Linked DNA regions of Mus musculus: region 1 is linked to region 2. The links are chromatin contacts, called in public promoter capture Hi-C maps. All regions are on one chromosome and are shown on one strand. Each heading gives the region's core, a stretch centred on a gene start, on an enhancer-like site or on the middle of the called end of the contact. The rest is flanking DNA. Distances are from core to core; before and after follow the strand shown.

Evidence for each region. Promoter capture Hi-C pulls out the DNA fragments that hold promoters and counts their contacts.
Region 1: a contact with region 2 is called in a promoter capture Hi-C map of the C10 cell line. The contact joins the promoter of Bbs1 here to the enhancer-like site in region 2. A contact is called at or near these places in 12 of 39 promoter capture datasets (the C10 cell line, cranial neural crest, embryonic stem cells and 6 more), 13 of 484 Hi-C or Micro-C datasets (the HPC-7 cell line, Th2 cells, bone marrow-derived macrophages and 10 more), 9 of 115 datasets of contacts at active chromatin or transcription factors (bone marrow-derived macrophages, embryonic basal ganglia, embryonic hindbrain and 3 more) and 3 of 9 other capture datasets (adipose tissue, liver and pancreatic islet).

Annotation. Positions count from the first base shown.
Region 1 is chr19:4,904,223-4,907,933 of GRCm38.p6, reverse strand. It overlaps Bbs1 (Bardet-Biedl syndrome 1 (human)), which reads left to right and starts at 1,307. Exons shown (of 17, transcript NM_001033128.3): 1 at 1,307-1,378; 2 at 1,716-1,792; 3 at 1,915-1,949. The coding sequence starts at 1,332. It overlaps Dpp3 (dipeptidylpeptidase 3), which reads left to right. Exons shown (of 18, transcript NM_133803.2): 18 at 137-705. The coding sequence ends at 312.
Region 2 is chr19:4,771,230-4,774,730 of GRCm38.p6, reverse strand. The region is part of intron 2 of Gm21992 (predicted gene 21992); the gene reads left to right. Among named protein-coding and RNA genes, the nearest start is that of Rbm4b, 16 kb to the right of the region's middle. Within about 2 kb of position 1,745, at least 7 of the 459 cell types and tissues checked have an H3K27ac peak or open chromatin away from gene starts, as enhancers often do.

The DNA of each region.
Region 1 (3,711 bases), core at 58-2,557, 130 kb before region 2:
CCTTCCTGGCAGGGTTATTCTGATGTAGGTAATTAGATAACTATCCTGAACATTGACAGTTTGTGCCGGAGCTCGCTCAGAACTCGCCGCCCCTAACTACATCTTTCTGTGCTGCTGTTTTCTCTCCATCCCCCAGGCTCAGAAGTACAACTTGTGGAGTATGAGGCCTCAGCCGCTGGTCTCATCCGCTCCTTCTGTGAGCGGTTTCCCGAGGATGGGCCCGAGTTGGAGGAGGTTCTTATCCAGCTGGCTGCAGCAGATGCCCGATTCTGGAGGAACCAGGCCCAGGAGGCCCCACCTGGCCAGGCTTGAGAAGATCTGTGTGGTCTCTCCCCTCTTTGTCAAACCAGGGCTGTCAGTAGCTCTGAGTTGTGTGTGATTAGGAGTCAGGGGAGGGAGGGGCAGGAGCTTGGACTTTGGTGCTACCTCAGCTGAGGGTGGTGATGCGAACCCCTTCCATTTGTCAGCACTTTGCAGTTTACCGTATGTCCTCAGTTTCTGGATCTGCACTGCCATCTATGGCCGGAGCTCAACAGGGTGCCTAGTCCGGTTTTCCACATGGGAAGGTGGCAATTCTGAGAAGTGACTGTTCTAGACCCGGCAGGTGGCATGTGACAGAGCCAGGGCTCAAAGCATTCTCACCAAATCCAGCGCTCTTCGTGTATTACTTTTATAGCCAGAAAAATAAATATGACGACCACCATCTCTGCAGTGTATGTTTCTTTCTCTTCCAGTTCAAAGCCAGGGGAGGGCACACTACATCACTTTAGGCTTCCAATCCACAATAAGATTTTGAATATCATTTCCAAAGGAATGCACAAACTCACAACGTGTTCCGGAGCTCTTCTTTGTGACATATTTCTTAAGATTTGTGTGTTCGTGTGCATTTTCTTCATGGGTGTGGTGGTGGTAGCAGAGACCAGAAGACCCCATCAGATGCCCTGGAACTACGGTTACAGAATTGTGAGCTGCCATGTGGGTGCTGAGCAGTCCAGGGTCCTCTGCAAGAGCAGCAAGCACTCTTGTACTTTCAAATGTTTCCGGAGCCAAAGAACCGTAACACACTAACATGAGATCCTCACCCATTAATTTGTTTCTCAGTCTAGTCTTAATCCCTAAAAAGCGCTCCTCCCCAGGCCTCAAAGCCCAGGCCCCTGTCTTTAATGCAGAAACCATAAGTCAACATTGCATAGGACAAGGAAACCAGTGCTTATTTGGTCCCAGCCGGGACAATTTTACCCCGGAACCTTTGTTCCTGTGCTTTCGGATGCCCGGATTCTATTGGGTGTTGCGCGATGGCTGAGCTGGTTGCCAAGGCGACGCCTGGGAAAATGGCTGCGGCGTCTTCATCGGATTCTGACAGCGGGCGAGCTGAGAGGTTAAGTCCCGGATCCTCACCGCTTCCTTTCCCTCAGATGAATAGATGGTGCTTGGTAGCGGGTTCTGGGCTCTTGCTTTCGAGCAGCGGTGGAAGTTCTGGGAGGGCCCTTTAGAAATCAGAAGAAAGCTGATGGCCAAGAAGTATCTGTATGTGATTGGCTGGTCACTCCGGGCGCCAATTGAGCTCAGATCTAGACTTGGTATTATCCTTTCGATGTTCGTGCTCTGTTTCAGGCGTCATCTCGCTTAGAGATTTTATTTATTTATTTATTTATTTATTTATTTATTTATTTCGTCATGGGGCTCACTTTCCAACTATCTTTTTTCCCTCTCAGCAACGAAGCCAATTCTAAATGGCTGGACGCACACTACGACCCCATGGCCAACATCCACACCTTCTCCTCCTGCCTGTGTGAGTCTCTAGACATATCTAGGGACACCCAGATTCTAGGAGGATGGGAGGAACAGGGAACGGTTTCATGGAGAAATCTTTGAGATTCTGAGACTCCTTTTCGACCCTTTTGTGTTTTCTAGCACTGGCAGATTTGCATGGCGATGGGGAGTACAAGGTAGGCAATCAGAAAGTTGAGTGGTGTGTGTGTGTGTGTGTGTGTGTGACACTCAGAAGTGAGATTTGCAAAGAGGCTCAACATACTCTGGAACTCATCAGTACTAAAAAGGCACACTTCGTTGCAACTTCTTTCTTTTAACGATGTATTTTTATTTTGTGTGCGTTGGTGCTTTGCTTGTGTGTGTGCTTGTGTAAGGTTTCAGATCCCTTGCAACAGGATTTACAGACAGTTGAGAGCTGCCGTGTAGGTGCTGGAGTTTGAACCAGGATCCTCTGGAAGGACAGCCAGTGATCTTCACTGCTGAGCCATCTCTCTAACCCCAGAATTTCTTAGTAATTTGGAAAGTGAACATTAATTTTATAACATGATCTGCAGAGGTTAAACAGCAAGATGTTGTGGATTTATAGTACCAAGACATACGATTTTCTCTCTCTCTCTCTCTTTTTTTTGTCTTTGTTTGTTTGTTTTTCAAGACAGGGTTTCTCTGTGTAGCCCTGGCTATCCTGGAACTCACTCTGTAGACCAGGCTGGCCTCAAACTCAGAAATCTGCCTACCTCTGCTTCCCAAGTGCTGGGATTAAAGGCATGCCTCACCACTGCCCTGCTGACATATGATTTTCTAAAAAATAATTTGAGGGCCAGGAGTGGTAGTGCCTGCCTCTAATCACAGCACTTGGGCAATAGAAACAGGGCGATCCATGAGTTTGAGGGTGACCTGTGAAGTCCAAGGCCAGCCAGGTCTGCTTAGTGAAACTGCATCAAAAACAAAAAAACAAAAGCGAACTAACAAACAGAGCAATCTGCATCCCAAAACACAGCATCAAAATGAATTTATCTAGTGTTGGAAGGATGCATGCAGTGTGGAGGTCCGGTGACAACCTTTGAGAGTCGGTTCTCTCCTGTCATGTAGGTCCCAGCAACTGAGGTTAGGTCATCAGACATGGTGGTGCGCACCTTTACCCACTGCAGGTCCCAGTTCTTTATGTCTAATCATTATTGCTTAACTTTTCAGTTTATAATACAAAATAATAGGCTTTAAATAGGAAATGATTCACAAACCTTTTCTTTTCTTTTTTTTTTTTTTTAGTCAAAGTTTTTCTCTGTAGTAGTCTTGGCTGTTCTGAAACTCAATACATAGTCCAGGCCCCAGGATGGCCTCCAACTCACAGAAATTCTCCCTGCCTCTGCCTCCCATGTGCTGGAATTAAAGGCTTGCCCAGTTCCTGTGTGTCATCTTTGAGTAGAGACCATGTTAATAATCTTCTCTATATCATTCACGATTTAGTATATGTGCTGCCGAGGTGAATATGATTCTTTGGTGTAAGGGAAACTATCTTGACTGGGAATAGGCACTGGAGTATCATTAGGTAAAGATGCTTGCTTGATGACCTGAATGCAGTCCCGTGGATGAACAGGATAGCAGGAAAGAACCAACTCCCGGAAGTTGCCCTCTGGTCTCCACACACGTGCTGCGGCATGGATGTCCCCACACACATATACATATATGTAATTTAGAGTGTGGAGGGAAACAGAGCTCAGGGAAGTGAGGTCATAGATCATCACGAGGCTGGTGACCATAGAGGCTGCTAATGTTACGGTGGAATTCCATAATACTTTTCTCTCTACTGTTCTTTATAATTGGACATTTTCCTTAGTAAAAAAAACATTTCAATGTAAATATAAAGTAAATATATCTTAGCCTCATAATAGAGAAGAACATTACAGCTATGTTCAAAGTCCCAAGTTCAATCCCCTACCA
Region 2 (3,501 bases), core at 496-2,995:
CAATGTGTGTATGTGTGGCTGTGGCATGCATGTGGAGGTCAGAAGACAGCTAGTAAGAGTTGGTTATCCCATATGGGTCCTGGGGATGGAACTAAAGTTGTCAGGATTAATGGCAAGTGCATTTACTAACTTAAGTCCCTTGCTTGAGTTTTCTCTTAAAACTTATTTTCATCCAGCTTCTATTTCTACCAATCCAAAGTTAGTTTTGTACTAAGCTGTGTCGTTTTTTATTTTAAAAGACTGTATTATTTCATGTTCTGTTTGTCTTACATGTTGTCTTCACCACCTAGACTAATGGAAGTGCCATCATCCAAATAAGTTTTATATTAAGGACAGTGAACATAGTAAGTAAATAGAATTGTGGGTAAGGGTGTATTGTATTATAGTGCATGATAGTGGTCAGAGGATGAGGGGAACTTAAGCAATGAATGTGTCCATGTTTTTATAGTAACGGAGGTCTAGTTTGTTTTTGTTTTTTAAAGAAATTTAGCAAAAATTTAGAATGAGCAGCAAATAGACTCTCTGGGGTGAGAGTTCTAGGTAACTACTCTGTTTCAGGCACATTTTAAACAGGTGAGATTCCTTTCCTCTTTGCATTTGGATCTGTCCGTCCCTTAGGTAATCGTAGGTAGTCCTGATAAGGGATTTTTTTTTTTTTTGATCAGTAGGTCTGAGTTTTCTTTTTTCCAGTACTGGAGATTAAGCATAGGTCATTCATTACACATGCTTATGTAGCCTTTGAAGTTAAATTACCTATCCTGGACATGAACTTAAAGTCCTCCTAAGGCTCTTGGAGTATCTTGGATTACAGAGCTGCACAACCAGGCCTAACCCATTTTGAAGATGAAAAGAAAGTTAAGTTTTTAAGCAGTGAAACTGTCTATGGTTTGGTGTGTCCCCACCCCCCTTGTATCTTTGAAATTATTTCACACATACACAAAGACAGAAAAGTAAATTCATGTAGATCAGAGATACTTAAACATTTCCCTTGTTTTTGGTGACACATTTCTTACCATGTGGATATGCAAAGCTAACTAAAAGTCTGTTTACTGTAGATGAGCAAACGTGAATGCCGTCGAGATCGATGTGCTTCTTTTGTAGTCCGTAGCTTGTATGCACGGCTGTCTGCCCATGTGTCTGAATGTGGGTGCACATGGCACTAGCTTGCTCTGAAGTTCCCTCAAGTCAATTTCTTGTTCACCTCTATTCTGCTGTAGGAATGCTGAAATTATAGAAATGTTTTTATCCAGAGCCATCTCCCTCGTCTGTGCTTATTTAACATAACTTATTTAACATAAAAGTTTAAATGTTAATCAACAGCATTAATCACTTTTCAGAGTTGCTTGCTAATTTGATTTTGTAACTGTCAGTGCTGAGTATATTAACTATTTTGTATAAATACAGAAAACAAAGTGGCACAAACTAGGGCTATTAGAGAAATTGTTGAAAAAATGTATACTAATCCTAAACCATAATTCATTTAATTTGTTTTAAAAACTATAAATGAAGTCAGCAACTTAAAACAACCATTTGTAGAAGGAAACATGCTAACACAATACAGGCCAGTGATACACCAGTGTGCTACAGTAATGATAGGAAAGTATTAAAAGTCCATTTTTCTATATTCAACCACTGTTTCTATGAAGGCATAAAAGCACTGTAATTCATAAGACACAGTATGGACTCGGCACTGAAGTGTTTCAGACAGTGTTTGTTGATACTGGGTGGGTGTGATGGCATGTTCAGGTGTTGTTTGTTCAGAACCAAGATTGTTGATGACTCATGCACTTGGTTTTTAAACATCCTACATCTATTTACATATGTGACGGAGAGAAAAGAGGAGTGGGGAGATAGATAAATGGTGCAAGTGTGAAGGTTGTCCTGCCTTGTGTATTCTGAAGATTGAACTCGGATCATGAGGCTTGTGTCATAGGCATTTTGCCTGCTGGTTCATCTCCCTGACCTCATATACATGTTAAGTTTTTATCATTGCAGATTCACCTTTCACTGTTGCCAATTTTTAATGACACCCTCCCCAGTCCCCCAAATATTACACTATTCCCTATGTCAAAATCCCACAGTTTAAGAGACCAATCTCCATTCTCAGGTATGTATTTCCTGGGATCGTGGGGCTGTAAAAACCCTTACCTAGTAACTTGTTAGTATCAAGGCTTCCAGAATATACTTGTGATTTCTCTTTAGAGACAGTTGTCCTCAATGAACCTTCCTGGTTATTGGAAAGGAGGACTAAGAAAAGATAAGAGTTAAGCCAGACTTGCTGTACACACGAGCCCTCTTAATTTACTCAAGAGGCTAAGGTAGAGGAGGGTCTGGAAGGTCAAGGGCTGCCTGAGCTATGTGGAATCAGTTCAAGGCCATTCTAGGCAACTTACCAAGTTTCAGGCAGAGGATTCTGTCTCAAGAAGTAGAAGAGTGCTTGTCTAGCATACTGAGACACTAGACTTAGTCCCTAATATTGTACCAAATGTGGGGGGCAGGAGACATAACTGAGCTAGGGATGTATTCTCCATACATCTACTACCTATGCAGATAAAACATAACATGTTAAAAAGGATGACTCAGTGGGGTAGAGAAGGTAAAAGTGGTAAACTCAAGAGAAGCTGGCTCATCTCCCGGACCTCATACACATTTTAGGTTTTCATCAGTGCAGATTCACCTTTCACTGTTAGACCATTCATTCATTCATTCCCTAAGTCACAACCCTGCAGTTCAAGAGACTGATCTCTTTTCTCAAGTATGTATTTCCTGGAGTTGGTGGGAGCCAGGAATATATGTTGGAGAGTTTACCCTTAGCTTTCTTACAGTCTCCCTCTTGGTGAGTGTTTTTCTGTATAGCTTGATCCGTGTTGTGACATTTGACAGTGTTTAAAGGATATCAGTGTTCTTAGACTGTGTAGTTTGTGGTACTTAGCCAATTTTTTTGCTTACTCATTGACCATTCTTAAAAACTTAGAAAATTCTCTGCTATACCAATATATACCTCATATACACTCTAGTTTCTACTGCTGAACTTCAGCCTTTACACTCCACGTAAAATAAACAGTAGTAACTGTTTTATGGAAACTATCCCTTGAATGATGAGCATCCCTTGAGTATACCACTTTTGTCTTCTCTATACTAATTGGTTCATATCTTTTTTTCAACTGTTGTTTTATCTGCACATATGTGTGCCGTGTGTGTGAAATGCCCATGGTGGCCTGAAGAGTGTGTCAGGTTCCCTGAAATTGGAGTTACTGTCCTCTGTAAAAGCAGCCAGTGCTTATAAATTTAACTTTTTGGTGGTGGTGGTGATGGTGATCACAGGGTCACAGTACTGATTGTCATAAAGCTCACTATGTAGATCAGACTGGCCTCAAATCCATGGAGATTCTCCTACTTCTTTGCCTCCTGAGTGTGGGATTAAAGGGGTATATCATCTCTCCTGGCTAAAAAGTCAGTGTTCTTAACTGACTTAGCACCTGTCCTGTAAATATCATTGCA